Regions from separate parts of the Mus musculus genome. Here all the other regions are linked to region 1. Evidence: chromatin contacts called from public HiChIP or PLAC-seq data. All regions are on one chromosome and are shown on one strand. Each heading gives the region's core, a stretch centred on a gene start, on an enhancer-like site or on the middle of the called end of the contact. The rest is flanking DNA. Distances are from core to core; before and after follow the strand shown. Region 1 has its middle 5.2 kb from the start of Gm40242. Region 2 overlaps Gm2164 (predicted gene 2164). Region 3 overlaps Gm2164 (predicted gene 2164). Region 4 holds the start of 4933407E24Rik (RIKEN cDNA 4933407E24 gene).

Region 1 (7,868 bases), core at 3,194-5,693:
ATCTTTTCCTAGAGAGGGATGTTTCTGAGGTTAGACCATACTAAGGTGTCTCAAAGGATCCTGGCTCCCTTCTGACACACATCAGTAGTAAAACCATGATAGAAGCAAAAGTTCCCAATGGTGACTGCTGAAGGGAGAGGCTTTGATTATAGAAGACCGAGAATATTTAGTCTGGAGAAGAAATGCCTCCAAGCAAGATACTACCTGTCTTGAGAACTAGACTGTGAGACAGGAAGCCTTGATCTGGAATATTAGACCATGGGCACAAGTGATGGAAAGTAGATCTCAGCTCAGTTATGCAGAGAGACATCAGAACTGCTAGAGGACCTAACAACACATGAAGCAGTACATGTCGTATGTAGGAATGCTTAGAAAATTGACCTTCAGACCCTAAGATTAATAGTTGGCTTTATCGGTCAACTTGACTTGCCTAGAGCCAACTGGAAGGGAGTCTTAATTGAAGGATTGCCCAGATCAGAATGGTCTGTGGGCATGTCTGGGGGGGGTGGGGGGTTGTTTTGATGATGAAGAAGGGCCTAGCCCACTGTGGGTGGCACCATTCCTAGGCAGGTGGTTCTGGGCTTTATAAGAAAGATAGGCAAGCATAGGCCTGGGAGTGGCTAGTAAGCTAGCTTCCTCCATAGATCTGCTTTAAGGCACTGCTTGCCTTCCTGCCCTGACTTCCCTCAATTATGGACTGTGACATAAGTAGAACATCACCCTATTGAATATCTCTTATACTCACACCCAACACACACACACACACACACACACACACACACACACACACACACACACACACATACACACACACAGCTTTACTATGCTTCCTGACATTGTCCATACCTGGACATAGAATATTCTAGAGTTATTTGTTTTAAAGTAGGTATGCACAGACACAGCTAGTTTGTTTGTTTTTTTAATGGTCAAAGAGACCCCCCCCCCAAGAATAATATGTATCATCACCATATTCTTGGTTGCCTGTTGTATCATAAAAGACAGTCCCTATGTCTGAAGACATCGCACACTTTGGTCACAGGACTCAGAGAAATCAGCTGGTACTGGCGTGGAAGCCTCCCCCTCGAGGACCAGCCATCAGAGTGTCAGAAGACGCCAGTCAAATCCTCAAGGTCGAAAGGTTATCAACAGCCTTACCCAGCTGTAAACCCTAAGAGCCACAACAAAGACTGGACCAGCAAGATAACCCAGGGTGCAACAGTGGCATCTGTGAGTTGGGAGAAGCCCACAGCTGTGTGATTAGACCTAACACCTGCTCAGTTGGAGAGAGCTCAGCCTGATGCTGTAAACATAGCCAAGAACCTACATCCATAGGTTTGAGAGGCCACAGGCCTAGGGGAGAGCCTGCCTGTACCATGTTGCTCAATTAATATAGTCTGCAACTACCTTCTAAACGCTTATCCTTTTATCCATAGAAATAGGCAGCTCTCACTTCTCATCAAAGAAACTTCTCTTTGCAGCCAACAGAACCTGTTAGAGAGATCCACAATTAGCCCCAATGCAGAGAACCAGTGAGCAGGAGATGCTTAGCCCCACATGGGACATTTATAACTCAACCCCCCAACACTCAGGGAAGGTTTAGGAAGAGGGGCTGGGAAGATTGTAAATGCCTGAGGCCTAGAGTCTGCTGTGAGATCCGGACAAAGGTGTTCCATCCATGAACTCTCAAAAACATGGCTGCTTGTCCCAGAGTGTCATGAGAACATCTCAGGCGACATGACAAAATGAATGGAGGAGAAATTCAGAAGTGTCCCCTAGAAGAAGAGTCTAGGGATGAACAGGCAGAGTCAATGACTGCTGAGAGATGGAGTGGTCAGCCCTACATATATGAACATTCAGGCCACACTAACTAGGCGCAGGAGGTGTGTGTGTGTGTGTGTGTGTGTGTGTGTGTGTGTGTGTGTGTTTATAAATTTTGAAAGAAGACATTATGAATTTGAGAGAGTATTGAGGGATCATGGGAAGAGTTGGAGGGAGATGGGGTTTGGCAAAATCGAGTGTACTTATGCATGAAATTCTCAAATAAAAAATGTTTTTTAAACCTATCATTATTGACAAGGGACTGTGTAGAGACCTCTGTCTTCGAGTGTTGCTGGCTCGGGAGCACCTTCAAACCTGTTTCTTTACCTTGCTCTGCAGTGGTAGCTGCTCCCTGGCCTCCCTGGTTGCTTCGCACTGACCTTTCCCAGTCTCACCATTGACTCCAGTGTGCTCTGGCAGTGTCCGTCTGAAATTCTGATTCAAAGCTGATCTCAGCCTCTTGGGCTTTTTTCTCTTTCCTTTAATTCCTTCCACAGATTGTCAAGGATTCTACTGTCCTTCCTGCCCCCAGCAGCCAGTAGTCTGAAAAATGACCATGCCGAAGGGAAGCGAACACTCCCAGCCTGGAGCAGGCCTTGTCAATCTGATTTTTAAATGACTGAGGAGGTCTGAGGACACAGAGGATGCAAAGATCAAGTGCAGAGAAGAGCGAGCGAGCATGCGAGCATGCGGCTCTGACTGGGGGCGCCCTGGCAGGCTCAGAGGGCAGAGCAGTATTTAAAGTGAACTGGAACAAGCCTGTAACATCAGGTGCGTTCTGCCTTCAAAAATAGCTGCCAGTTAGAAAGGTTTATTTACATACTGATTCCACGCTAACTTTGTAATGGAATGTGCTGCCTGCCTGAGACCTAACAACTGTCATCATAATTTTTTCTAAAAATACAGGCAGAGAAAAACACTCAGTGAACCCTCTGCTGGGGAGTGGCTACAAAGGACCGTTATCCCAAACCGACAAACGCACCAGGACAAGCAGGGCAAGGAATACTGAAAAGTACCTCCCAGCAGCCATCCCTTTCAATCTCTCTCTCTCTCTCTCTCTCTCTCTCTCTCTCTCTCTCTCTCTCTCTCTCTCTCTCTCTCTCTCTCTCTCTCTCTCTCTCTCTCTCTCTCTCTCTCTCTCTCTCTCTCTCTCTCTCTCTCTCTCTCTCTCTCTCTCTCTCTCCCTCTCCCTCCCTCCCTCTCTCCCTCCCTCCCTCCCTTCCTCTCCCCTTCCTCCCTACGTCTCTCTTCCTTCCCTACATCCATCCGTCCATCTGTCTGTCTGTTTCTGCCTACTTTCCCTTTATCCTAACTCTAAGCTCAGTTGCAGAGAACCCTTGGGGGAAACTCCAGCTGGCCACGCACCAGAAATAATGGATGAGAAAGGGGTCCCAGTGGTCCACCAGTTCCAAGACCCCACGGTGGGCTCCTCTCTTCCTCCCTTTCTCCTGACATTTCGCTACCAAGGATCCCCCACGGCTGTAGGCTCCTGTGTTTTCGTATTTCTCACTGCGGCTGGGCTCTTTCTGAGTCCTCCCTCCCCACCCCAGGTTTGTCTCTGTGGATCCTACAGAGCTGATCCTTGGCAAGGCTGTCAACGCTCCCCGGCACAATATTAGCAATTTAAATGCCTCTTTGCCAGGCCTGATGGAGCTGATTCGGTTGTGATCCTGGGCATATGGATGGCATATTTGCCGCGAGCTAGGTGAGACGCGTCCCAGAAGGACCGCCGCCAGCCCCCCCGCAGCCGCTTCCCCACCCGCTCGCTCCCGGCGGCCGGAGCCAGCGGTCCCTGCTGCCCACTTTGTCTCCACCGGGGGCCCCCGCTGCTGGGGGACAAATCTTTCATTCATGAACGGGAGCTTGTTAGGCCAACTCCGGACTCTAAAGCCACTTAATTAAATTGTGGAAAGTTGCTTGGCCCCGGTGGGAAATTTGCACACAAAGGCACCGGGGTCGGGGCGCTCCCTCCAGCCGGGAGCCACACAACAAAAACGGGCTACACCGCGCGCTCGCGGCCCCCAGCTCTGCACCCCGGCTCCCCTGCCTCCCCCCGCCCCCCGCCACTGCTACGCCTGCAAAAGCGGAGCCCCTCATTACAGGGCGTTTGTTAGGGCATGTTTTCCCAGCGATTCACTGACGGGCCTTTCTTTCCTTCCTCGGCAATCAAGGGCGGCAAGTGGAGGCTGAGAGTCCTCCATGGCCTGATTGCTGAATTTCCAAAGGGAAGAGTGTAAACAGGTACATTGAAAAAGGCTCTTTTGAACAATTATGTAAACATTCCAAACACTATTTGAAAACTTTCACAGTGGAACCGTCACGTGGGGCATTCTTGTTTAATTGTGCGGGGACAATGCTTGCTGGCTGGCTACCCCAGCTGTCTGCAAGACCCTGCGAGGAGACCGCCATGGGTGTTCCGGCTCCCCTGGCCTTACAGAAGCCTGCCCTCGGAGCAGAGGCCCGTCCTCTTTCTTCTGCCCGGGTTTCTTCGGGATCTAGTCCAGTGTTCTGCCCATGGGGTGGGCTGGAAATTCTCGACGCAAGTTGCCTGTAGATGCTCAGTGAAAACTTCTATGCAGAGCAGGCTTTTCTTCAAAGCATTAAAGATACCAAGCAACATTGTTGGCAAGATTCCCCTCCCCATGGGAACGCCCCTGGCTCAACGTTCCCGCCTCTCCTATTCTGTCTCTAGTTTGCTCTCTCTTCTGCCTTTGTTTCCATGTGGCTTGGAGTCTCATGATTCGTTAACTGATTATGTTGCTGGAAGTTGGAAGAATTTAAGTGCCACACGCATATTGCTTCATCTCTTACTTTCTGGGGACACCAGGGTTGCGGCGGCTTCTCATGCATACTTTTTAATCATTTTATATCCAGTCTCCCAGCGTTTGGGATCCATCCAGCCCACAGCTACTGTGTCTCCAGCTTTGCAGGGAATGCCTGGGCGAGCACTGTCAATCTGGAGACTGGGGCACAGCTTGTTCAGTTTTTGTTTCCTAAAGTCTAGTTCTTAAATGCTAGGGAGTAAAGGGATGGGAGTGGCGGGGGGGGGGGTCCTAAATGTTTAACGAGAAGGCATATTACACATATGAGGATCATGGAGACATAGAAGATGTTTATAACAATAAAGTTTTTTAAAAAAGGAAAGGAAGAAAGAAAAAGAAAAAAAAATCAAGCCATAAAATTCTATCTTCACTGTAGCAGCCAGACCAAGAAACACCCAAATTTGCCAAAGGATGGGAAAGGACCAAGTAGGGCCGGGCGTGGGTGGTGGCATATGCCTTTAATCCTAGCACTTGGGAGGCAGAGGCAGGCTGATTTCTGAGTTCGAGGCCAGCCTGGTCTACAGAGTGAGTTCCAGGACAGCCAGGGCTACACAGAGAAACCCTGTCTTGAAAAAAAAGAAAGAGAGAAAGAAAGAAAGAAAGAAAGAAAGAAAGAAAGAAAGAAAGAAAGAAAGAAAGAAAGGAAGGAAGGAAGGAAGGAAGGAAGGAAGGAAGGAAGGAAGGAAGGAAGAAAGGAAGGAAGAAAGGACCAAAAGGACCAAGTAGAAATGAAAACACTTTTTCCGGAGAATGGGAGTCTTTAATGTCCATGTATTGCCTTGTCAAGGCAAGGTTTAAAAATACTGGAAAACGCCTCTGTGCACAGGTGGTTAGATATAAAAGCCACCCCAATAGCCTGCAGAGAGTCATCCACCCCGGCCCGCAGCACCGACTATCCATGCACAGGATTGGGACCAGAGCTTCCGAGCAAATTCCTCCAGTGTAAAGAGAAGTCGAGGCTTATCTGTGTGTGGAGTCCCTAGGAGGCAAGCACAGAACCACAACTACAAGATGAGTCAGAAATGAGGTCGACAGAAAGAGCCATGCTCAATAGGGTCATTTGAAGAGCAGGGGCCAGAAGGGAAAGTTCTTTTTTTTTCCCTCTCACAGGACTCCCTGAATACGTGGGTCTCAGAATATAGCTGTCTCCTAGGCTTGTTAATCTGACTATAGTGGATGCTCACCGTCCGCCGGTTCTGTGTTGGGGTCTGTGCTGTAAAATAGGCATAGAAAGCCAGAGGATATTTTGATCCTAACAAATTAATCCACAATCAGATGTAGAACATTCGCTTTTTAAAAAAAATTATTTGATTATTTGTGTATGCATATATATATATATATATACACACACATACATATACATATACATATACGTATATGTATACGTATATGTATATGTATATGTATATGTATATATTTGTACCAAATGTGTGTGTGAGTGCCTTCAGGGGCCAGAGCTGGAGTCACAGACCATCGTGAACCACCCCATGTGGGTTCTGGGAACTAAACCTGGGTCCTCTACAGGAGCAGGCTTTTAACTACGGAGCTTTAACTGATGAGTCATCTCTCTGGCTCCTAAAACCATCATCCTTTCAAAACATACAGGAACCAATTGAATTTTGGCAAGGGTACACAGGAGAAAGAGAAACTTTTCCATAAGTGATTCTGATACAGCTGGGTACCAACAGCGAGAGGATGAACAGAGACCCTAACTCACACTGTGAGAGAGGCCGTCTCAAAGAGAAGCGCAATCATAGCCAAACTAAAAACTCTCAGAACAAAACAGATCTGACCTCCATGACCTTGGGTTAGATAGTGGCTTCTGTGCTGTGACATCAAAAGGGTATAAACCACATGACAAAAACATATACATTGAATTTGACCAAGATTTTAAATTTTGTGAGCTTTGAAGGACTCAATCAGAAAGCAAAGGACAACTGGCAGAGCAAACAGAATTATTTGCAAACCACATTTCTAGTAAGAACAGTTGAAATAAGGGCTCGAGAGATGGCTCAGTGATGAAAAGCATGCCCTGGTCTCACAGGGGCCCTGAGTTTGGTTCTTAACCACTCACACAAGGTGGCACGCAACTGCCTGTAACTCCAGCTTCATGAACACCCCACACAGGTGGCATACATTTACATGGTCCCACACACATTCATAGAAGATTAGAAATAAACAGTTTTTGTTGCCTGTCTATTTGGATATGTACTCCTAGCTGGGCTGCCTTGTCTGGCCTCAGTGGGAGAAGATGCACCTTTCCCTGCAGAGACTTGATGTGTCAAAGTTGGGGGATAGCCAGGGGAATCTCTACCCTCTCAGAGGAGAAGGGGAGGGAGGATGGGGGGGGAGGATTGATGGGCTGATGGGGAGTGGGAGTGATTAAGATGTAAAGTGAATAATTAAAAATAAATAAAAAAAAACCCAAATTATATAAATAACCTTCTAGTGCAACAGTGCAACAAGGAACAGATAAGCAATGTAAAACTCAGAGAGTGTGTGTAAACATTTCTCCAGGGACAGTACACAAACTGCAGGTAAGCTCACTAAGGAGAAGGATGCATGTGACAGGCACAGAGGGATGCTGCTCCACCACCCCCAGCATGGTCACAGCAAAAGAGATGGTGGAAAATGCTGAAATAGTTGGTGTGATGATACACGACTGTAATGCCAGCTTGGGGGGAGTCTGAGGAAGGGCGATGAGGAGTTCAAGGCCAGCTTCGGCTGTACAGTCAATTCAAGTTCAATCTGGACTATGAGAGCCTGTCTAAAGTAACTAACCAACCAACCAATCAACCAAACAACTAACTAACCAAGATAACAACAACTGGAAAAGTTGGAACACACACACTGCTGATGGAAAGTCTACTGACTGGCATCTCATTGTCTACTTGACACAAGCTAGAGTCGTCTAGGATGAAGGAACATCAGTTGAACAATGGCCTCCATCAAATTGGCCTATGACAACTCTGTAAAGGAATTTGACTGATTGCTAATTGACATAAGAGGGCTGAGCCCTCTGTGGGAAGAGCCACCCCTAGACAGATGGTCCAGGATTGTATAAGAAAGCAAGATAATGAGGTAGGAAGAGGGACCAGTGGTTAAGAGCACTTGCTGCTCTTCCAAAGGCCCAACCAAGTTCAGTTCCCAGAACCAACATAGCAGCTCACAACCATCTGTGTAAATCTAGTCCCAGAGAATCTGACACCCTCTTCTGGGCTCAGTGGA
Region 2 (7,868 bases), core at 1,847-4,346, 350 kb before region 1:
TTATCAGAGGTGTGTTTGTGTGTGTGTGTGTGTGTGTGTGTGTGTGTGTGTGTGAACATACATACTTGGGATGTCTAGAAGTAAAAGGATTGAGTACATTTTCAAAGGATGGCATAGGTAAAGACATCTATGGCCAAGAGCAACACCAGAGAAAGTGTGTAAATAACTGGATTGCTAATGGGTCCAGGTAATTTGAGCAGGTCACAGCCAGTTTGGTTCAGCTTGATCTAGTCTTGGGCAGCTGTGTATGTTGGAGCTGGCTCCAACAGATTTGGTTTGGCTGAAGCCAGCTTGAATGAATTAGATCTGGTTGCTGCCAGTTGGCACCAGTCTGAACTGGACTGATCCCACTTTAAATACTACCAGTCTTTTCTGGTTGACTTGTTTTCCAGCCTTAGCACTGGGACACTGGGTTGGAATCCTCTTGGGCTATCCACTTGTGTGGCTGTGGTTGGCACACTTACGGGGGAGGGAGTATGAGCAGGTAAACGACTCTGTAGGATCCATCAGCTGGAGGCTCTCAGCTGGCCAGCCCTCACTTGGATGATTGCCAGAGCATCAGCCCCCCCACTTTCCATTCCTGCTGCCCCCTGCCCCTCCCTGTGCAATTCCCCTGCTGCCTGCTCGCCCCTTGCTGTTCCCATTTGAGTTCCAGAATCCCTCTCTTTTCCAATGAACAAACTGGGAGCTGGCCCCTGTGACAGCAGTGCTTGTCAGAGATGGCCGGGCTGATGGGTGGTTGGTGTCTTGTCACCTTTGATGGGTGACCGGTGTGTGTTGCTCACATTGTTCCTAGACCCTGAAACAGATGTGACGTGCACTACTCCCCCGGTGATTCAACAAAGCGTTGATGCGTGTGGGGGTTGGGGGAGGGAGGTGGGTACAAAGGGCAGGCTCTTGCTAATGGGATGCCACATTGCATTACTGTCCTGCAAGGAACCAGGCTCCCTCAGACAATAACAAGGGCGAGGGAATGAAGTCCAAATAGGCCCCAAACAGGACAGGGGCAGACTCCAGCTGTGGGGCTCCGTACCGGGTGGGGCTGGGTTTGAGATGATGCTATGGGTCTGATCAGAAGAGGATCGTCGGAAACCCAGCTCCGTGATGCTTGGAGGCTGATAATCTCTACTCACTCCTGCTTCCTGTGGGTGTCATGCCTGAGTACTAGAGATACTGGCTACAGAGGACAGGGCCACCTCACTGGACATCCTAACCTTACAGCTGGAAGACACATGTCTAGTGCATTGTTCGGATCTTGGGAAGATTTGGCAACTGGGGCACAGGTCCTGCTAACTTATAGAAAGTGGGTGGGGAGAGGATCCTCTTTCCATTATAGCTTAGAATTTTCCTCTGGTATCCACAGCCAAGTGCTTTGGAAGAGGCTGGTGGAGGCCTGGCCTAAATCTCACTGTCCTATTTCTTGCTCTGCTGCCTCTGTCTATCATTAAGCAGACTGTGTGGGGCTCTCAGGAACAGCATTTATACCCCCCCTCTCCCTTACTGTGGGTCCCAGCTCTGGCTCCTAGGTAGGTGGCCGGGGTCATGCAAATGCACAAGGGTCATCTCCTTAGCCTGCATCATAGTCTGCTTTGCACTAAAGCTCAAGGTTGACTCCAACTTGAAGTGTGGGGCACATGGTCAGTCATCTACAGGGACTAGGGTGTACAGATATAGGGAGAGAGCCTCTTTTGCCGGGACGTGAAGTAATTGGTTTAGCACGCAGGGGTATGGAGCTGTGTGTCACTGTGCCTGGGGTGGGGGCTTTCAGCAGCAGCTCTTCTTCTGGGACAGTGGGTGGAGGACATCTGTGCTCAACACCAACAGTCTCAGGCCCCATGCCTGTTAGGAGCCTAGGGAGTTTGAGGGAGAAAGAACATGAAGTGCTATTGAACACCAACTGTGTGTCAGTGTGTTCCTGGTCTCTTCTGCCCATGATGTCATTTCCTCTCTAGGATAAGCTCAGGAGGAAGGAGTTATCACCCCCATTGGCAGGTGAAAAACAGCTTCACAGATAAAAATTCTGTCTGGATACGGAATACCTGTATTCATGTATTCATCATTTAATTGTGTGTATGTGTGCACGTGCGCATTCATATGTGCATGTATAAGACCCCATATTCACTTATTCACCATTTAATTTGTGTGTGTGCACATATGTGCATGGATATGACCCTGTATTCATTTATTCACCCTTTATATGTGTGTGTGTGTGCACATGTGCATGGGTAATGGAGACCAGAGGGTGACTTTAGATTTTATTCCTTAGGCTCTGTCCACCTTATTTTTTCGAGGCAAAGTCTTTCGCTGGGATCTGGGGTTCACTGATTAGGCTGACTAGAGAGCCCCAAGGACCCTTCTGTCTGCCTGTCCTTCCCAGGGCTGAGATTACAAGTGTGTGCCAGCATAGCTGACTTTTCACGTGATTGAACTCACATCCTGTGGTCGCATGGCAAACACAGTACCATCTCCCTCAAACCCCTGCTTCTGTCTGTTTTGTTTGTGACCCAGGCTGGCCTCGAATTTGTCATCCTCCTGCTTCAGTCCTTAGAGTACTGGGATCACAGGCTGGAGTGGCCACACCCTGGTCCTGACTCGGAGATTCTTAATCAGGATCACTGTGTGATTATGTTGAGGCTTGGGCCTCTCTGCCTTTTGCAGAAGGGGAACCTGGACCCAGGTCAGAAACCAGGCCTGCAGTTTCCGCATTTGGCAATCTCAACCTGTTTGCACCAGCGTTCCCGAATCCTCAGTGAGAAGGGCACTTGGCAGGCTTACTAGGAAGGGCTTCCTGCGGGCTGCATTCCTGCTCGCTGTCCTGGAGGCTGATGGGAGCTTCACAAGCCCCCCTTTCAGAGCACCCAACAAGGCCCCTTCAGAGCCTGGGCTCGGCTGTACAAACACGCACATCTGGGCTGCTGTCCGGAGCAAGGCAGCGGAACTCCCCCACAGCTGGCCCTCTGCTCCTGACCTTCAGGACAAAGGGAGGCTTTGGCCATGTGGGGGCTCCCAGGAACTTGGGGCTCTGGAGGGTACAGCAGGGAACAGCTTTCTCCTTCTGCTGCCTGGAACTCTGCCTTTGACAGCACTTCCTGCTGAGGGCATGCCCTTCCCCCCTGGAGGGTTGGCACCCATCAGGACTGGGGAAGACAGAACAAAGGCTGTAGGCAGACAGGAGCCAAGTTAAAGGCACAGAAGAGCCAAGCAGCCCGCCTGCTGCAGGCCCAATCCTCTCAGAGTTTGTAATTTTGTGGAGTAGAAAGACAGAGATCAGTCATAAAAACAATAGGAGGTGCCTCTTACACGGGGTGCCTCTTCAGCTTCCGGGACTGGCTTGGGTGCTCCACACATCTCTTCTTCACAGAAACCCTACTAGGGGGCTGCTATTTTAAAGATTTTTCATTTGAAGTGCAGAGAATTAAGGTGACTTGCTGAAAGTCACACAGGGCCAGGATTTGAACATGGGCAGTGTACACTCTTATCAGTGATTCACCTTTACAAACTATCACAGGGGCAGTGCCAGGAAGAGCTGCGGGGGGTGGGGGAGGAATCGGGTCTGAGCTGCCAGGTGAAAATTGTCGTGATGGTTTAGATAGGAACTGGCAGCCATCCGGCTTGGACTAGGGCAGCAGCGAGAGCATGGGAAGGAGAATGGGCCTTTCCATGGGAGAGAGAGACTCCGGGTGTGGAATGGCATTTGCTGGTGACTGGGCAGGTGTGTCAGTGAGGGTGAAGGTGGAGCTGATGACCCCACCCAGAGCTTGGGGCATGAGCCAGCCAGCTTCATCAGCTTCTATCCTGGCCTGCTTACCAGGCCCACCTTGGCTTTTTTTTTTCTTCTTCTTCTTCAGGAAGATGGGAGAGGTGTGTGGGACATATTTGGCGCTCCTGACATTGTAATACTCTAGCTGCCGAGAATATCCTCAAGGGCTGGTTGGGAGAAGGTGTGTGTGCTCAGAGGAAGCCTAGAGATGGGCCACAGACTTGAATCCAGAGTCCTTGGATGATTTGGGGACTCCGGTAACTCACTTAAGACTATGCCTCAACTTCTGACATAATGCCTTACGAAATAACTCCTTATCTCCCAAGGGCGAGGATGGTCAGGACAGAGTACCTCAGAAGTATGGGGCTAGGGGTCTCTGGGCTAGTTTAGCTGCCTGTCTAGCCCATTAGGGGAGGCTAGCTGGGGCAGGCTCAGGAAGTCTGGACACTGGGCTCCAGGATATGATATAAAGTTGGTTGTTATGCCTTCTTTATTTTGGGCCTTAGTTTTCTGACCAGCAACATATCCCCCTCACCCCAGAGGTTGGATAGTCAGGGTGGTCTTGCCTGAGGTGGAGAGAACAGTAATGCACACTTGGCTCCAGGGTTCAGGCTGGATCCCAATAACATCTTTTTCATACCAAGCTCGTCCATTCTTTTAACCATGCTTACAAAGTGCCAGGCCCTGGCTGGCAATGTAACTCAGTGGTAGAATGTTTTCCCAGCATGCTTTATCCCACAACCCTGGACCATGACACAGAACAGCACAGAGTGCTAGGCGGACCCTGGCCTTTAGCCTGCAACACGGTGGTGACTCAAGGTTGGCAAGGTCCTAGCTTCCCGAAGCACGCTGTGACAGACTGAGGAGACACAAACAAAACCAAAAACTATCACCAGAATGCAGAAACAACAGACTGCTTTACAGGGACATAAATGGGTAAATAAGTCAAAATCAAATTTCTAGTATCAAGGAGAGACCAGAGAGGGCCTTCCTCAGGTGCTCAGGGGAAGGCAGGTCTCGTGGTACTGTGTCACATGGGCCCAGGGATTGGCTGATGAGTTACCATCTTGAGATGCTTAGGGAAGAGCTAGCCAGTGCAAGGGGCTAGGGTGCAGTAGGAGAGAGAACACTGGGAAGTGGGAGAGAAGCCAGGTTGTGTGGACCTTTACAGGTGTTTTTAGGGCATGCAAACTTTCTTCTTAACTTTTTTTTTTTTTTTTTTAAAGATTTATTTATTATATGTAAGTACACTGTAGCTGTCTTCAGACACTCCAGAAGAGGGAGTCAGATCTCGTTACGGATGGTTGTGAGCCACCATGTGGTTGCTGGGATTTGAACTCCGGACCTTCGGAAGAGCAGTCGGGTGCTCTTACCCACTGAGCCATCTCACCAGCCCCTCTTCTTAACTTTTATTTCATTCATTTGAGCCAGTTTTGGTATGTTGAGCTGGTTTCGAACTCCTGAGCCCAAGTGATCGTCCTAGCTGGACTGGCAGGTGTGTGACACCTGGTCCCGCCAGTGTGAACTGTGTGCCAAGAGCCCTGGGAAGTCTTTGAGAGGTTTGAGCCTGGGCAGAATCAGTCTGGTTCACTGCTGTGCTGGAAGGGATCAAATGGAGGGAGGGCTTCAATGCATGGGCACCTTTGGCTCAGGGCCTGCCTGCCTGCCCTGGCTAGGCATCACTCCTCTAGCTGCCGAGACCTTTTCCCTGTCTCTTCCAGGCCAGGGGTCCTAGTTGTCCAGGGCCCCAGAGAGCATCTAGGATCTAGGAGCAGAGGATTGGCCGGAAGCCACAGGCAGGGGCTGGACAGCCGTGCCAGCGGGCATGGGCGTGGCTGCCCTGGCTGCTCCCACTCCCTACGCAGGCCAGAGCCCTACCCCCACCCACATGGGGCTTTTGAATTAAAGAGTCTTAACTTTTTCTTTTAAATGGCAGCTCTGTGTACTGTACATGGTAATTAATACATTAGCATTTATGCAAAATACCATCACAGCCAGGCTGGTATGTCAGCTGCCTTCCTGAGCTGCAAAAATGTGAGCGCCCCGAGGTACCTCAGACAGGCCTCCCCGCCCCCAGCAGACAGATCCGTTTGACCCACGTCATTTGCTAACATGTCTTGGGAGTCTGGGTGCATGCAATGCCTCGGTGCATACAGACCAGGGTGCAGGCTGCTTCTGTGTGGCTCTGGACATGCATGTGTCCTTGTGTGAATACATGTGTGCCTGTGTTTATATGAGCATAACATGTAGCATGTAGCTATAACAGGTAGCATGTGAGATGTCTGCCTGGGCCTGGGTGGTGGCCTGGGTGTGTGTGCATAGGACTCTGGTTTTATTTGTGTATGTTTCAGTTGTGCATGCTTGTGTGTGTATGTGTATGGTTTACATCTTGGCGTGCTCATGTACATGTCTATAACTTTGTGTATTTGGTGCTGGATATGTGTGTATGGATGCATGTCTATATCTGTACTTTAATGTTGCCTATGTGCAGTGACATACACACACACACACATATACATGAATGTATTTATATATATTCATGTTCGCTTGTATATATCACGACATCTCATGTGCAAACACCTCTGTGGGTCATTGAGTGTGTCTGTAGGGACTGAGATTTGTTTCTGTGTATGCCTATATGTGTTTGTATACATCAGTGTGTATTCCTATGTCTGTCTAAAATGTGTGTTTGTGTGTGTGTGTATGTGTGTGTTTAACTCTCTATAGTCAGTGTGTGTTTAACTCTCTATAGTCATTGTGACGAAGAATGGAACATCCTGGAAGTGGTAACATCAGCATTCAAGCCCTGGCCCCGCCTCTAGCTAGCTTGTGACCTTGGGAAAGTCAGCCCATCTCCCTGAGTCTAAAGACTGAAGACTGATGAACCCCTACTGTAAAGATGGTAACACATGCCCACCAGTCACTAGGCTTCTGCAATGGACAGTCACATCACTGTGGGAGAAATGGACCGAGAGACAGGCAGTGGCAACCTGGTCGTCACAGAGACTGTCCAGGCCAGCACATGCTGTGCTATAGAGTAGAAGATAGGAGTAGAAGGTGGGGCTGGAGGAAGTTGCTGTATTAAGGGGCATCTTGGAGGGTGATCAGTTTAGCAGACAAAGACTCTGGCAAGAACAGGCCATCTCCTGGGAGTTCAGAGTTGGAACATCACTATCACCACCTTCTTCCATGTAGAGTGGCTACAGACCAAGATGAGGGGGAGGACTATCCAAGGCTGTGGGTCCCGAGGGCAATGGGGAGCTACTGAGTTCCTTCCTTCGTCACTGAAGAATATTACTCCACTCGTTTATGAACAGGAGCAGGGAGGGACAGTGTCCAGAGAGGTGACTTCTGCTGAGTGTGCTGGAAGACAGCAAGGCCACTCACTGTCAGGGGAGAGTGGGGGAGTGTAATGAGGTGTCCTGAGGTGGATTAGAAATGGCATTTACTCTGTTCAGCCTTCTGTCCATCCACCCCCCACATGTCAGACACTGAGAGACCAAGAGGGACAAGATAGAAGATCGCCACAGGCAGAGGTAAAAGCAGGTGTACGGCCCAGAGGCAAGACGTGGTGGAGCTGGAGAAGAATCATGAAAGGCTCTGGAAGGGGGGAACTTGCAGGAGAAGGGAGGGAGCCAAGGCCCCATCATGCAAGGCCTTGTAGTGGTTGGGGAGGACACATGTTGGAAGGACAGAAGGACAGTAGGACAGTAGGACAGTAGGAGGACAGGGTTGGAGGTGTTTGCTTGGGGGAAACCTCTTCCTTTTCATCTCCAGTTGAGGGCTCCCTGGTCTTTCTTCTGAGCTGAGAAATAGGGCAGTCTTTAGTGATGATCCACACAGTTAGCCACACACATGCGGGTGAGGGTGAAGCTGGGCACATGTCTCAGTCCTCAGTGAGCTTGCTGTGTTGTGAGGAAGCAGGCAGGCCCAGAAACAGACCCTTCTGGGCAGGGGATGGCGGCCGGAACCTGTGGCAAGTTCTCAGGTTTGTTGAGTGAATTATGGATTGAATGGAGGGTACCTTCCACTGTGGATGGAGGAGGGCATAAGCCGGGTGAAGGAAGATAATGGGCTGAGGTTTGACATCACTGGTGGCACTGATCTC
Region 3 (7,868 bases), core at 3,855-6,354, 320 kb before region 1:
CTACGTGATCATCAATAGAGACCCAGGAACATAAAGATGCACACATACAATGGAGTACTACTGAGTAATTAGAATAATTTTGTAAAGCTCTATTTATTGACATAGAAAGATGTCTATGACATATTGTTGAGCAGGAAAAGCAGGTGTCAGCGAGAACAGTATGTATAATACAACTTCTTAGCTATAAAATTATATACATGGCGCTCCATGTGTATATATGCATAGAGATATGTCTGCAAGCCTGTTCACCAGAATGCTAGGAGTTATATCTGGGTGATGGGATTTTTCACTTTCTTTTTCATACTTTTGAGCGTTGGTTTGATTTTGAGCTTTATAATGAAGATGAATCATGGTTTTCAACCAGGACAAATGATAAACTCCTTTCTCTTGGGAAGGAAGATAAGTGTTAACTAGAAGGCCGAGCACTCTATGGTTCAGCTCCTGTGGATAAAGGCATGACAAGCAAGGCCCGAAGGGTTGTGCGTGGATGGCGAGCCCGAGAGTGTGAACTGTGGAGGAAAGTGGAGGCGCCAGGGCGTGTGGTGGTGGCAATGGCTGCCTCCCACGGGGCGGAGGTGGCTGTCTCTCTGAGGACAAAGTTTGCTCTAGAGCTGGGGGAGGAAGACATGGGTGGGGACAAGTGAGAGCCATGGTGTCACAGAGTACATTTTTTAAAGTCAGCCATATGTAATAGTGCAAAGTCATGAAGGTGGGGAAGGAATGCAGGACTCGACCAACGGGAGGCTGTTAGTGACCGTGGAGAGTGGTTTTGATGGAGGAGAGAGCGGTCTGGCCACTGTCACATGTAGTATAGAGGATTTCAGTTACAGGACTGCAGACTGGAAAGTGATGGAGCCCTGATTTAGGATGTCAGTAACAGGCATGTGTGCCGCTTGTCTCTCTGCAGGCTCCGGCAGACATCACCAGCCATTCTGCTGAGCCTGGAAGAAGCCTCAAGTCTTTCTCTCAATAGTCAGTCCAGGGGGACAATACCAGCAGAAGGGAACTGGTGGGGAACTGAACCTCATGGCCCTGCCTGGGCTGGAGCATGGGCTTGGAAGATGGCCCAAGAAGGCGTGGAAGAAGCGATGCCTGAGTTAGAGCAAGGATGGCTGGTGGAGCCAGCTCTCCATCCACGTAGACATAGACCCCAAGCTTGGTGTCAAGAAGCATCTAGCCAGGAGCTCAGGATAAGTGCAGCTCATGGGATGAGCTCAGGAGTCTGAGCTGATAAGATCGTAAAGCACATTCACATTGGTTGACATCCTGAAAAAAGCCTGACCATAGGTAGCATAGCAGTCAGTGCACAGACATTGGAGTGCCCACAGAATCCCCCATCTGAGTATCCAGGGAAGGCAAATGGGAGCCCTACCGTCTGCAGCACTGAGCACAAGAAATCTGTTTGTGGGTTCAAATGCAGGACTTAGGAGTAGAGCAAGACAAAGAGGCTATCATGTTTTGCTGGGAAGACTTTCAAGGAGAAAGCTTGGGTCAAAGACAACATTTTGAGTGAGTGGGAACATAGGGGGCCCTGGCAGGAGGAGGGTGGAGGTTGTTCTGGACTCTTGGGAAGCAGAGCAAGAGGAGTGTTATGCACACAGGCAGAACTCACCTTGAGGGAAGGCGCAGGCTGGTGAGAGGCCCACTTAGGAGAAGAGCGGAGGCTGGGGGATTAGATGTTTTAATCTGTGGAAACACTTTCCTAAAAAATTAACCCCATGAATCTTAGTTTCTTGAAGTGTTCCACAGAAAAGGATTCTGGGTCCGTGAAATGTCAAATTCACAGACTGGCCCGTGTGTAAACAGTAAAGGCCCTGAGTAGTCCCTCGGGGAAGAAATTTGTTCAGTGTGGATTTTAGAATTCTCCACACATTTGCAGAAATCTTTGAATTTAACAGTGTATCTTTAGTAGGATGAATGGGCTAGAGAAGGTGACAGGATTTGGGGCTGTTTTGGGGTCAGGGTGGGTACATGGCAAAGAGGCAGACTCTAGGTCTGTTCTCTGAAGGCCTCTGCACCCTACCGCAGATGTTTTCACTGTGGCAGAAGCAGTAAAGGATCCGGGCTCCTGGGAGCCCCAAGCACAGCGGAGACAAATCTCAGCTGAGCGAGCTTAAGTTCTGGGTTTGTGTTAGCACAAGCCTCAGGGGTCCCGTGAGCCCTAGGAGGGGCCTTCCTGGTTTCTCAGAGTGGGTACTCTCCCCTCAGATCCTGCAGCCTCCCCCTCTTGGCTTGTGTGTCTTTATGTGTTCTACCTAAGAGTCCTCAGATGCTCGAACTGAGCAGTCTGTGAAGGTGTGCACGTGTGTATATCCTTACCCAGCCCCGAATCCACAGCCTAAATTCCACACTGTGGGAGCAGCAGCTGGCAACGCCCACTGTCCTACTTGCTTTTCTGTACCCCGAGAAAAGCTCTGAGTACAGAGCTCCGGTTTTCCTGTTCGTTCAGGTGATCACTGTCGGGAGCCAGCTGTGCCAGACAGGCAAGTGGGCAGTGTGTTTGCAATGACACCCAGAGGTGCCACTCAGATGGTGCCCCGCAGAGTGGCATTTTCTCTCCTAGCCTTCTCAAGAGGGAATCTAGGGGTAGGAGACCGACTTTGATCTCAGTGGGTCCACACTGAACTGCCAGGCTGAGATGGACGCTCTTGACCCAGGAGACTTAACCAGCGCCATTCAGAGACTCTGTAGAGGCTCCGATCTGATGCAGGAGTGAGGATGGGATGGATAGAAGTAGCAGTTCCATTGAAATGGTTTGAGGATTGTCATTTGAGTCCTGTCCTGGGCTGGAATCTCACAGTCAGCATGGAAGCACAGCTTCTGGGAACCAGGTCCCTTTCGGGACTGGAGCAGTCAGAGGACAGGGAAACTTCCTGTCTTAAGGATGGGTGTGAGGAAAAAAGATATCTCCCTGGAAATGACTGTGAACCTGGAGAAAGACAAATTCCTGACAGTTGGAATATAACCTTCTACAGAAGGTGGGTGCGCTTTCTCCAAGTGACACTTGTCCTATCTCCTTGCCTTCCAGCCCTCAAAGACTCAAGAGACTCGAGAAGACCCCTTTTGAGGTTTCTTTAAGGCAGTCCATACCCTGATACTGTCAGCTGAGGCAAGCTGGGATGCTGGCCCACCAGGGTCCTTGATGGTAGCCAAAAACAGTCAGGCTGCGGCCTCTCTTGCCGTTAGGTTTCTTGTGGGTGGCTTGTGCCACTTTCAACTTTGCTTCCTGGTTCTTTCCCAGGAGCCAGCTCCATTCCTCAGCCCCGAGTGGCGCTCCTTGGGCCGGAAACAATGTACGTTCTCCACGACTAGGAGTGGAAGTCAGCAGTTTGGCACCGTCTGGCTGGCAGCCTCTACCAGCTTCCTTTGGCACTTTATTGGCAAAGGCGGTGACATTTCTTTCAGTTGGGTGGGTGGAGCTGTTATGCAAACTCCCGCTCTCCTCATTCGCCAGATGAATATTCATGACTCAGGCAATCTGTACCAGCCAGACTTTCCTGAGGGCGGCAGCTTTTCTTCCCTTCCTCTCTTTCTTTCTCCTTCTCTCCTTCCCGGCTCTTTGGAAAGCTGAAGTACGGCTATATTTAATTTACAAATACAGAGCTATTTAGCTTGCCTTTGAGATAAGGCTTTGGAGAGGTGGTGCCCAGGAATGGGGACAGTGGCAGCGGCTCTGGGTCCTGACCCTGTGTCTCCAGGCCCCAGAGCCTACTGCCCGGATCTCAGACCCCAGAAGCCAGTGGATGGTCCTTTGCGTTGAGAATCACAGTGTCCCTATGCTTGAAGATGCAGCAGCTCACATCCCTTTAGGTCACGCTGGCCTCTGAGGTTGACAAGGAAATCACAAGTCGATGATGCTTGGGCCAGGTACTATCAGTCTACCTTAGCTTCTCCCATTTCCATCCCTGCCTGCCCCCCTTTCTGTTCCAGGATTGAGGTCAAAGAGCCGAGGGTATTTACTGGTCATTGGCTTTCTCAGGAAGAGCTGGTCCGGATGCTGATCTGAAGTCTTATTTCTGGGGGACACACCGATTCCCTTTCTATCTACTAGATACAGTGGGACATACCTGTGATGCCAGCAAGTGGGAGGGGGGTAGAGGTAGGAAGAGCAGAAGTTCAAGGTAATCTCAGCCACATAGTGAGTTTAGGATCACCCTGGCTATGTGAGACCTTGAAACGGTTAAAAAAAAAAAAAACTAGAAAGAAAATAACAATAACAAAAAGGGATGTTCCCTAGTCTCTTTGTCTCTTCCCCCAAAGAGGCACCAGATGCCCTGGCAGAGAGGGGTCAGAATCTCCAGAAATTTCCAAGAAATTTGGTCCTAGCAAGGATGTGCTCGCATGAGTATGTCTTGTGTGTAAATATTTATGCACAGCTTAAGTGAGTCTGTATGCCTACATCTATGTTCAAGTGTTTGCGTGTGTGTCTGTATGTGTAAGGGCGTGAATGTGTGTGTTGAGGAAAGCCTGGGAATGTTTGCATGTGCGAATGTGCCTCTCCAGTTGAGTTGCGTGTGTACCTCTATGATTCTGGAGGAGTTGAGTGTTTCAGTACGGGGGTGGGGTGGGGTGGGGGAGAAGGCTGAGGCACGTGCCTGTGTGTGCGTGCGTGCATGTGTGTGTGTGTGTGTGCAAGTAGATCGACTGTAGGTGTCAAAGTAAGAGCCCAGGAGAGAGGCAGAGGGTGTCAGAGTAAGAGTTCAAGAGGGAGAAGGGGGGTGAGAAGCCATCGGGGTATGCTTTCTGACCTCCACCTCTCCTGAACATTTTCCTCTCTGGGGATGGAGAGGAGGGAGGGGGGCCCACCAAGGAGGGGGGCCCCACCCCCTGTAAGCGATACAGGTTCTATCCAAGGATGCGAACAGAAGGTTTTTAGCACAGAACGTCCTGAAATCACTTTATATTCCCCCTCCTTCTCCCATCTAATCAAAATAGCAGTATTGGGCTCCCCCATCCCCACTGCTGCCCAGCACTCAATTTAGCTCCAGGGTAGGGAGGGAGTGGAGAAAGGCTGTCCTGTCTGACCCCCCAACCCCCTCTTAGAGCACCTTTCAGCCTGTAGCCAAGGAGCTGTCTTCCAGATCTCCCCTTCCCAAGCCTTAGTGGCAAGAGCCAGCTGCCTCCCAGGCCTGCCAGCAACTGCCAGGCTCTTCCAGAACCCACATCTAGGCCCAGTCTCATTTACAAATATGCAAATTTGCCTCTTTCTGGTATGCAAATGGAGACATGACAAATAACTAATTAGGGTCAAAAGAAGTACTTGAACCAATTAGTGGAAGGCTCTGTCCCTTTCTGTTGGGAGGAGCTTGCTCTCTTCACCACCTGACTCCCAGACACTCAGGATGGTGCTACCTGAGTGATGGTCATGGTAGGGCCTTGTCTTCAGGAAGCCTTGTTTTGCTCTTGGCTCTCAGACTCCACATAGTTTCTTCCTCTGTGAGTGGAGTGATAGCAGTGACTGTCTTGTCCCTCTCCCTTCGCTCCGAGTCATGGGACTGGGGAGGACTTGGATGGAAACAGGATTGAAGATGGCATTACGGTTTCTCTGACGGTGGCACCTTTGACCATGCTTGTCAATTGTGACGGGGATGGATTAGTGATGTCTGCAGTGGCCAAGTCCTTGCACCCTGGCAGGTTACAGGCTACATACTTATTGGCCGTGAAAGATACAGTTGGAGCAAGAGCCTGTCTACTGCTGTGACTGAGTTATTTGGCTTGGAGCACAGCTTCCTGGTATAAAGCTGATGCAGGAGGGTAGCTGTAATAAGTAAACAAGGGGGGGGGGTTAGGGAAAGGCTTTTGTCATCTGGGAGGGGATGTATCAATTGAGCATGTCAGCGGGGGCATCCATATTGTCCCATTCAGAGGTGAGGCTGCCTAAGGCAGGAGAGTGTGGGTGGCTTGGAGAGGCAGCAACAGAGACCTCTCAGGGCAGGCCTGCCCACGCATGGGGCTGTTCTCTCTGCTGCTACAGGATACCAGCTCCCCTGAGCCACCCCATGTTGTTGAACCAAGCGGGCCACAACAAGCCCACTGGCTCTGCTCCACTGTTGGGTGTGAAATTTGGTTGAATTGGCAACTAGGGCCTGGGCCCTGGGCCAGTGGGCAGACGCAGGTGGGCGGCTGTGTACTAGGGAGTTAGTCAAAGCTAGCAGTTGGCAAGAGTGAGCCAAGGGGTGACCTGACTTGAGGAGAGTGTCTCCAGGGATGGCAAAAGCCAGGCTGGGCTAGGATTATGTTGCAGGCTATCGTGGGAAGTGCCAGTGTTTCAGCACATGCCGTGAGCATGTATGTCAGAGGACATGTCTGGGTGCATGTGCTCTCACACAGGGGTATATGTGTGTGTGTTTTTGTTTTGTTTTGTTTTTATTTATTTTATATATAGCTATCTTCAGACACACCAGAAGAGGGCATCAGATCCCATTTCAGATGGTTGTGAGCCACCATAGAGTTTCTGAGAATGGAACTCAGGACTGCTGGAAGAAGTCAGTGCTCTTAACTGCTGAGCCATCTCTCCAGCCTGTATGTGTGTGTGTGTGTGTGTGTGTGTGTGTGTGTGTGTGTGTGTGTGTGTTCATATCAGTTCAGGAATACATGAGTTATATAGTTGAGCACCCCTGTGTTGAGGTGTATGTGAGAGTGAGTCTGCATGCCTGTTTGATTTTGTTAATCTTTGCTGTACCAGAGACAGGACCCGGGGTCTTGTGCAAGCTACGGCATCACTCTGCCTCTGAGCTGCATGCTTCTGCTCACATTTCCAGTGTGACTAATCTAGTGTGAGCATTACTCTTCTGTCTGTGGACACCTGTCCGGGAATGTGGGTTCTATGCTCTTCCTGCCTGTGTAAGAGTGTCCATTGCATAAGCACGGGATACCTGCCCGTGTCTGTGGATGTGGACCACGCCCTTCTGTTGGCATCCATCTGGTCATGTGCTACTGCACATCTGTGTCAGAGTGCCTCTGTCTGTACACATCTGCAGAGCCCCCCCATGCTTGTGCATGTGTCCTTGAGGTCTGTGTCTGGGCTCATTTGTGGATGCATTTCTTTACCTTATTTGTTTTTTTTTTTTTTTTTTTTTTTTTTCTTTCTTTTTTTTCTTTTTTCCGGAGCTGAGGACCGAACCCAGGGCCTTGGGCTTGCTAGGCAAGCACTTTACCACTGAGCTAAATCCCCAACCCCACCTTATTTGTTTTTGTTTGTTTGTTCATTCTGCTCTCATATATTATATCTTGACCACAGTTTTCCCTTCTTATTCTCCTCCTAGGACCTCCCCATTGTGGGTGTATTTCTTGGTGTGTGTATCTTCATCCTTGCCTTGAGCTAAGGCTTCCTGCCCCCCCCCCCCCCCCCCCCCCGCCAATTCTTTGCTCTGCTGAGAAGGAAGCCTCCTTCTGGTTTCCCATGGCTGGGGACTCTTGGAGAAGGACCTGCTGGCTGGCGCTTTGGTGGTTTTGCATGGCATGGCGTCCTCTTTCCTGACCTCATCCCATATTCTTTTTCTGTTCTTCCTTCCACCACCCCTCCCCCATTTTCTCCCTCTCATCCTTCTGTTCTCTCAACTCTCTTGAAGACACTGGGCCTCGGGCTGCTGCCGTGCAGGCCTCCGCGAAGCCTCACTCTCAGGGACTCACTCCAGAGCCATACCGGCTCCTGGGGCATTAAATTAAAGCTACAGCTTTTCTCTCTGTGTTTATTATTTCCCCCTGCCTTTTTAGCCCTCCCTTAAAGTATGTGTATATGTGTGGATAGATGTGTGTGTGTTTGTGTGCAGGTTTGTGTATGAGTGCTAGTGTCTACAGGATCTAATAGAGGGCCTTGGATCAGCTAGGCTTGAGTTACAAGTAATTGTGCGCTGTCCAACATGGGT
Region 4 (7,868 bases), core at 1,456-3,955, 290 kb before region 1:
ATGAGTTTGTTTAAAAAAAAAACCAAACCCACAGACGATCCACCCAGGGACCCCTCCGACCGCCGCCGCTTGATTCTCTCCTCTCCTGTGAGTCCATAACTCTTAGTCTTTTGATTCTCCCAGTCCTCAAACTATAAAAATCTTATTTCTATAAGGTCTTTTATGGTTACCCAGATAGTCAATAGTGTCATTTTCATTCATATCATTCTGCAGGGAAGTTAGAGGAAACGAAGCAGACAGAGGAGAGCTATAAATAAGGTTCAGCTACACAGGGCCCCAAGCAGATCCCACTGCGTTCCTTTAAAACTACTCATGCACAGAATACACGCACTACATACACAAGCACACACAGATATGCCCATGGTGTCTACTCATGCCTGGAGACAGGTGCACACAGGTTCAGCCATGCACATACACAGGGGCTTTGCCCCTTGGGCAAGACCTGAGTGCTTGTATGCATACTGCTTATGTGTGTGCAAGCATGCATGTGCTCACTCGAGTGCACACACACACACACACACACACACACACACACACACACACACTACACACCCAAGACTTGGTAAGTATTAGAATAAAAACAAACCCTTTCTGGAATTTGCCTGGCTTTGAAGAGCCGAGAGCAGACAGCAGCCCTTGCTGTGGTGAGATGGGGGGAGCAAGGCAGGCCAGCCTAGAAAACACATTCCAAAGCCGTGAAGCACAGGGCTGGGCACTCGGCCACGCATGAGCTCATGTGCCGGGAGCTTCAGAATTCCCACTGACACCAGTGTCGGAGTCTCTCGGCAAGCTCCGGGAATGGTGTGGCCGCTCCTCTGGGCCCCTTCTCACAGTGTTGGTGGTGTCTTAGGAAGACCAGACCCCTCTGTTCCTGGAGGACAGATAAAGGAGAGCATTGGCCCCTGATTGTGCCTAACTGCAGCTCCTCCATGGAAGCTGTCTACAGCCTTGGGCCTAATGGGTTAATAGAGAGAGGGGGTGGGGAGGGGATAAAGTACAGAAGGGGACACCTAGACTGAGTCAGACAAAGATATCGGGGATTGATCCAGGTCTGAGGATGACATTGAAGGTTTCCTCAGGGGAGCACAATAGGCCTTGGGAGGAGGGTGTTGGGGCAGGGGAAGGGCTGTATGGCTCAGCAAATTATTCTTATTGTCATCTTTTATTGGTGGGCTGTGTTTGAGACAGGATTTATCTTCGTAGCCCTGGCTGTCCTGGGACTCACTCTGTAGTAGACAAGACTGGCCTTGAACTCAAGAGATCTGCCTGCCTCTGCCTCTTGAGTGCTGGGATTAAAGGCATGTATCACTACCTGGTACTTACTATCCTCTTTTATTTTCATTATATTTTTGTAGTATTGGTGTTGGAATCTAGGCCCTTACAGATGTTAGGCACGTGCCTTATCACTGAGCTACACACCCCCAACCCCAAATCTGGCTCATTGGTTAGGTGCTTAAAAAAAGGACCGGCCAGCAAGCAAGTGGGCTGAGTTCATACTATGATATGGAAGCAGACAGACACCCTTCCATCTCTGAACATGTTTACCCTAGGATATCGTGGGAGGAAAGAGCTCCCAGAACATTTCTAGTTTGGGAAATTGCAGGTAGACTAGCTATACTCCAGGGGGGGTCTCCTTAGTTTCCCCATCTGCAAAATGGGGGCAGTGGGTTCTGGCTATTTGCAACATTGCAGGATACTGTTGGGAGGGGCTCCACCACTCAGAAGTACCCAGGAGCTTCTTCAGAAAGCAGTATGTTTAGAGCTTGTAAGAAATATAACCGATCAGGGTTCCTGAGACCCCAAGAAAGCTATACTTTTAGTTTTCTCCTCTCTCTCTACTATTTAGCCACCCCCCAACACTGAAGCGCTTAGATGGAGCCTGGGGCTCTGAGCTCAAGGGCCTTGAATTCCTCTATTCCCCCACCCCCACTTCTGCATTCCCCCCCTTCTACAAGGGAACTATTAATTGTAATTTAAGCCTCCCAAGTTAAAAGCAGCGTGTAGATTCAAAGATTCTTTCATGGCAATTACACATCGTTTCTGGCTGCACTTTAGTGCCGGGCTTTTATCTGTTGTTCTGGGGGAATCACTTACCGGCCAGAGCGCCAAGCTTCACACAGATTTCTCCCTGATTATGTTTAATGGCAAAAGGAGAGTTAACTCTCCGCCCTCCTGAGCAGTGACAGGAGTTCCCCCACTTGGCCAGACACAGCAGGGAAGAGCCGGGCACTTGGGAGTTGCAGGCACCTTCATGTTCAAGAGTCATTTGTACAAGGCTTTAAGGGGACCCGTGTGGTTCAGGGCAGGCAAGGAGCGTTTGTTGATGTTTTAAATGCCAACAGCAGCTAATTGCTTACTCTACACATTCCATAACAATGGGAGACCTCTAGGTACCAGGCTCTGGGCTGGCATCATCTCCGTATTTACATTGCAAGGTGCTGGATCTTTATGGACATATGGACAGAAAGACAGACAGACAGACAGGCACACACACACCCCACCTCCATATGCAGGGACATAGCATTTGAGCCCTCATCTCAGTCACAAATGTCCACTTGGACACTTTTCACACAGAACCTTCTCTGCTCACGTGTTTGCCGGCCCCTCGCATAGTTTGAGAGGTCACAGGAACTTGTTGTGAGTCTTGGGACAGCATGGGATGGAAATATAGAGCTGGGTCCCTGTGCCCACTTCCACTGTCCTCCTGACCCCCAACTGTCATTCCCATTTGGAACTCTAGCCTTTGTGCCTCAGCTGGGTAGCCATCCTGTGCTATGGGTGTGACTGTCAATTTCAACTACAACAGCGTTCACATCAGGTCTCCTCTGAACCTTCTCCAGTGGGTTTTTCCTTGTCTGAGGTCTTGGTGAGACCTTCCATCTCAGGACAAGAAAAGGTCATGGTTATTCTTGGGTCCTGTGTTCTCTTCACTTCCTGCACCCAGTCGTTGGCCAAACATGCTGGCTGCACTTTAAAAGCGTACCTCTGAGCCCCCTTTGTCACCGGTCACTGCCACCCTGGTACATCCTCCTCAGCTGGCTCTCTGCAGTGACTTCCAGGCAGATGGCTCTGCTTCTGCTCTTGGTCTCTATAGAAGTCTGGGGAGGGTTCATTTCAGACCAGGTCCTCCAGAGGACCTTATAGTGGCCAGCAAGTTCTTATGTGCACTGTTCTGTGTCATCCCATCTCACCTAGTTTCCACGTGGGTAACTCCCTTACAACCACCTTCAAGTCTTTGCTCAAATATCACTTCTTAATGAGGTTGTCTCAAGTATCTTCTTTGATTTCACAGCCTGCTGCCTTTTGGGGCCCTGCCCTCTGATCCTTCTTCCTCTGCTGATTTTTGCTTCTTTTCTTGCCGTCCTCTCCCTCCCCTAGAAGATACCCTTCCCAAAGCAGGTTGAACACACAGAGAAAGAGACTGTGGTAGAGAATTTCCCTTGGAGGGAGTGTACTGGGAAAGGCTCTCAGACCTGTGAAGGAAGCAGCCCAGGACAGAGGAAGGGCTGCCATCTGATGCAGTCACAGCAAAGGCTGGAGCTGATGTCCAGGGACCTGGGATCCAGGGGAGCTTTCAAAGTGGCCAGGCATTAAGACAGGGCATGGACATTTGTGATTCTCTACTGAGCAGACATGGGATGAAGGCTCTCCTAGGGAAGGGAGTAGCCGTAGGTGAAGCAGCTCCCTTTTCAGAGCAGTTTTGCAGAGAGACTGCTGAATGGCCATCCATCAACACTCCCATAACAAGGGAGAGGAGTCTCAGTTCCAAAGTGGGGAACTGGGGCAGACCAGAGAATCCATTATACACTTAAAATATACAAATGAGTATTGACATATTATATTCATTATTTCTTTTTCTTTCCCGCTCTATAGGGAGTTACACGAGGGAACGGCTGTTTGTGGCTACAGCTGCATGAGGTTTCTCAAGTGCTTGGGACAGTAGGTCCTCCATAAATGTTTCCTGAATGAATGAATGAATGAACGAATGAGCCAGTTCAATATTCTCTCTATGTCTCTCTGTGTCTCTGTCTCTCTCTGTCTCTGTGCCTCTGTGTCTCTCTCTGTCTCTCTCTCTCTGTTTTTTTTTTTAAAGACAGGGTTCTCTGTATAACAGCCTTGCCTATTCTGGCATTTGCTTTGTAGACCAAGCTGACCTCAAATTCAGATATCCTCCTGAGTGCTGGGTCTAAAGGCATGTGCCACTGTGTCAGCTGCTGGTTCAATCCTCAGTGTCCTTATTTGCCTCAATCACCACCCTAACTGGAATCTTGGTTCCAGTTCTGACACCAACCAGTTGCACAAACCACAGACAGGTCTAGCTCCTTGGAACCTTTGCTTCCTTCTCTGGGAAATGGGTAAATAGAGGCACCTGTCTCATGGGTTAGAAGGAGGAATGAGCAAACTTGTAAATGTAGCTAGCTGGTGCTCAGTGAAGGTTGGTTGCTGTTGGTGACATCACTCTTGCTCCCAGGAGTCTGCATAGACTTGAACGTGGAGCTCGGACTCCAGCTGGTGCACTCGTGGTCAACAGGTGAGCAGGAAGACGTGGTTTCAGACAGAGATCTGCTTATTAGCAGCAGATAGCTGGAGTTCTTGCTCTGGGAAAACTGTGTGCATCTCTCTCTCTCTCTCTCTCTCTCTCTCTCTCTCTCTCTCTCTCTCTCTCTCTGTGTGTGTGTGTGTGTGTGTGTGTGTGTACATGTGTCTGTATACATTATCACATATGCAAGCAGTGCAAATACAAGCAGTGTTCAAAGATGTAGACTCTCTTTGTTTTGAGACAGGGTCTCCCTTTGTAGTCCTGGCTGGTTTGGAACTCACTACATAGACCACCAGGCTGGCTTCGAACTCACAGAGATCTTCCAGCTTTTGCCTCTTGAGTGCCGACATTAGAGGTGTGTGCCTCTACCATGCCTGGCAAAGCTGTGCTTCTAAAAGACAACTTATCTTAGGCACTGTTTCCTTGAGTAGCCACTCATTCTGGAGAATTAGAATGACCCAGAGGCTCATCTTCCCTCCTGCTTCTCCTCCTCCTATAGCTCTTGCATGAAACTCCTCCCACTACATCACTGAATGAACACCCCACTTCCATAGCCTCGTGGGACTCCCTGTAGACCAGCCCAGTGGAGCACTTGACCTCAGGAACAATACCAACCACCATTCTCCTCTTGAGTTCCCTAATGTGGCTCGAGGAGGTTGCTATGGTTTAGTTCTCAGGGATAGGTAGCATTGGTTGCCCATAGCATCCAATGGTCTCTCTGCCAGAACGGCCTTTTGATAAATGGAACCGCCTCTCCTAGAGTTTATGTTCCTCCCTGGAGGCGGTTCCGACTCACCGACTGTTTACTATCACCTAATTTCGGTCTATCTCTAAAGTGTCATACCTGTTCTAGAACTTTCCAAGGGATTGCCGTCTGCGATGCATATGCACAGGGTTCAAGGATTCACTCAGCCCAGTCCGGCTTTCTTTCCTTTTGACTAATGTCCCTGCTCTCACTCTCCAGTAAATCCTCTGCATGCAAATCTCCATCTTTGATCTATTTCTAGGGAACCTGACCTACTACTACAGTTGGTGCTGGGAGTGGTTCCTAGGAAACAGACTCTAAAATGGGAATCTAGAGCTGGATTATCCACCGGCCTGTTGGTAACGAGAGAGAACCCGTCTCTAGTGGTGGGTGGAGGCTCTAATGGCCTCTGAGTGGCTTGTTAAAACTTTTAGCAGTGGTGAAGTAGGGTGGGATACTGGTGGACGCGGATTTGCTGGTAGGCAACCTCTCTGATATTTGAGAGGCTCGGAGGAGGTAGTGACGACAGAGTCTCTAGAATTAGATGATGTGGCTGGGGCCAAAGACAATGAAAGGCTGGGGTGATCCAACACTACTTTTTAAAAATTAAAAGTTGTTCCTTTATTTGTGTGGGTGTTTCGCCTGCATTTATATCTGTGTACCACGTGTGTACAGTGAACATGGAGGCTGGAAGAAGGTGTTAGATTTCCTAGGACTGGAGTTATAGACAATTGAGCCACCATGCCAGTGCTGGGAATCGAACCCAGATCCCTCTGGAAGGGCAACCAGTGCTCTCAACTGCTGAGCCATCTCTTTAGCCCCTCATCACTAATTCTATAGTGAGCTGTGGAAATGGGAGGGTTTCCTGGCAAACAAACAACAACAACAACAAAGAATTTCTCCTACAGCTGGAGGGTGGAAAAACAGCTGTAATCCAGGATCAGGGTAAAGGGTTTCCAGAGAAAACAGAATTCTCAACAGAGAAAGGCTGCTATGTTTTGATTTGTCACGGTTTGGTTGGGGATCCTGATACCTGGGACACAGACATTTGGGTTGACACCCTAGGTCACCTAGGCAGCAGTTGACCTTCACTTTCTTCCTATTAAAGGCTATAGCTGTCCTGTGTATGCAAATGGTGCAAGGACCTTTCAAGATACCATGCACTATGTAGCAACTGCAGCACAGCCAGCCACCAAGCCAGTAACATGGACGAGACTGCAATATAACCTGACTGTCCATGGAGAAGAGGATGCGGGGCTCAGCTGGTGGGCAGGAGCAAGGGGCTAACTTAGATCCTCTGGTCATACCTCGCTGGTCTACCTTCCACCTTACTGTCAGAGGAAATCTTTTGAAACAGATGGCTTACCAGTCTCTGCCTTACTTAGAACTCTTCAGTAGTCCCTGTTGCCTCCGGGAAAACCCACATTTCTCAGCTTGATGTTGCTTCATCTCTTATCTCAGTTTCCGTGTGTTCTGCTGGCGGTGGCTTTGCTTATTCTCACACTGGAGCCTCTCTTTGCTCTCGCTGTTCCCTTTGCCTGGAAGCTCTTCTTCCTCCCTTCACAGGGAGCCTCTCTAGTTCAGTTCAAGTGCCTTGGGCTCACCTCCAGAAGGGGTTGTGTTCTTATGCCTGCCTTCCTCTCCAGGGGATGCTACCTCTATCTTCAGCTGCTGAGAATGTCAGTTGCTGGGTGTGCCCAGCCACATCCCTCCATGGAGACCGGGAAACAGCAGGCAGATACCTCCACTCAAGTGATGGCCTCTCCTGGAATAGCCAGCAGCTAATACTGGCTGATGAAGGCTAGTCTCCTTACCTCAGCTTAGGATAATGCTTTCCTTTGTGGCTGCAAAGTACTCAAAGGTCTGTCCCTGGTCTTAGGTGCAGTTCTAGGGACTTTCTGTTGCTGTGAGGAATCACTATGGCTAAAAGCAACTTGGGGACAAAAGGGTTCATTTTATCTCACACACCAGTGACAGTTCATCAACTTGAAGCAGAACCCATGGAGGAATACTGCTCACTGACTTGCTCTCATGTTCATGTTCAGCCACCTTTCTTGTGCAGCCCAGGCCCATCAGCCTAGGGAATGGTACTTCCCATAGTGGACTGGGCCCTCCTACAGAAGTTAGCAATCAAGAAAATGCCCCACACATAGAGCCCACAGGCCAATCTGATGGAGATGTTTTGTCAACTAGGGTTTCCTCTTCCCAGTTGACTAGTTTGTGCCAAGTTGACAAAAACTAACCATCATATGTGCAAGTCCAATCCCATCTTTCTCAATAAAAAAAATATGTTTGATTGACATCCAATGGTCGCACTTGCTTCCAGGCTACAGTTTGATGTTTGAGCACATATGCAATCGGTATACTGATGAAACCAGAGCAGTTAGCATTCCCATGTCTTTATCATTGCATCATGTTTGAGCTTTTGAGAGCCTCTCTTCTTAGCTCCCTCTAAAAGCATGTTGCAATGAACTCCCCACACAGGGATTAGAATGCATTCCTTCTGTCTAACTGCGATTGGTATCCCCAATCTACTCTTCCACTCTCCTCCCCACCCTCCCCATCCTCTAGTGAGCACACTTG

The links. HiChIP or PLAC-seq counts read pairs in DNA pulled down with a chosen protein or histone mark.
Region 2: a contact with region 1 is called in an H3K4me3 HiChIP or PLAC-seq map of stem cell-derived neural progenitor cells, with 13 read pairs. The contact joins two enhancer-like sites. A contact is called at or near these places in 1 of 39 promoter capture datasets (cranial neural crest), 8 of 115 datasets of contacts at active chromatin or transcription factors (embryonic basal ganglia, embryonic forebrain, embryonic midbrain and 4 more) and 3 of 9 other capture datasets (embryonic stem cells, embryonic tail and embryonic trunk).
Region 3: a contact with region 1 is called in an H3K4me3 HiChIP or PLAC-seq map of embryonic forebrain, with 5 times the contacts expected there. The contact joins two enhancer-like sites. A contact is called at or near these places in 1 of 484 Hi-C or Micro-C datasets (cerebral cortex), 8 of 115 datasets of contacts at active chromatin or transcription factors (astrocytes, embryonic basal ganglia, embryonic forebrain and 5 more) and 1 of 9 other capture datasets (embryonic stem cells).
Region 4: an H3K4me3 HiChIP or PLAC-seq map of embryonic forebrain shows a contact between it and region 1, with 4 times the contacts expected there. The contact joins the promoter of 4933407E24Rik here to the enhancer-like site in region 1. A contact is called at or near these places in 1 of 39 promoter capture datasets (neural stem cells), 1 of 484 Hi-C or Micro-C datasets (cerebral cortex), 11 of 115 datasets of contacts at active chromatin or transcription factors (craniofacial prominence, embryonic basal ganglia, embryonic forebrain and 7 more) and 1 of 9 other capture datasets (embryonic stem cells).

The regions. Positions count from the first base shown.
Region 1 is chr4:124,273,641-124,281,508 of GRCm38.p6, reverse strand. No RefSeq gene overlaps it. Among named protein-coding and RNA genes, the nearest start is that of Gm40242, 5.2 kb to the right of the region's middle. Within about 2 kb of position 4,443, at least 51 of the 459 cell types and tissues checked have an H3K27ac peak or open chromatin away from gene starts, as enhancers often do. A contact at or near this core is called in embryonic forebrain, forebrain, neural progenitor cells and 2 more, where this site is marked.
Region 2 is chr4:124,619,454-124,627,321 of GRCm38.p6, reverse strand. The region is part of intron 1 of Gm2164 (predicted gene 2164); the gene reads left to right. Among named protein-coding and RNA genes, the nearest start is that of Gm2164, 34 kb to the left of the region's middle. Within about 2 kb of position 3,096, at least 46 of the 459 cell types and tissues checked have an H3K27ac peak or open chromatin away from gene starts, as enhancers often do. A contact at or near this core is called in forebrain and stem cell-derived neural progenitor cells, where this site is marked.
Region 3 is chr4:124,590,642-124,598,509 of GRCm38.p6, reverse strand. The region is part of intron 1 of Gm2164 (predicted gene 2164); the gene reads left to right. Among named protein-coding and RNA genes, the nearest start is that of 4933407E24Rik, 25 kb to the right of the region's middle. Within about 2 kb of position 5,104, at least 13 of the 459 cell types and tissues checked have an H3K27ac peak or open chromatin away from gene starts, as enhancers often do. A contact at or near this core is called in embryonic forebrain, where this site is marked.
Region 4 is chr4:124,564,016-124,571,883 of GRCm38.p6, reverse strand. It overlaps 4933407E24Rik (RIKEN cDNA 4933407E24 gene), which reads right to left and starts at 2,705. Exons shown (of 3, transcript NR_045819.1): 1 at 2,591-2,705; 2 at 587-871. All of the region lies in intron 1 of Gm2164 (predicted gene 2164), which reads left to right.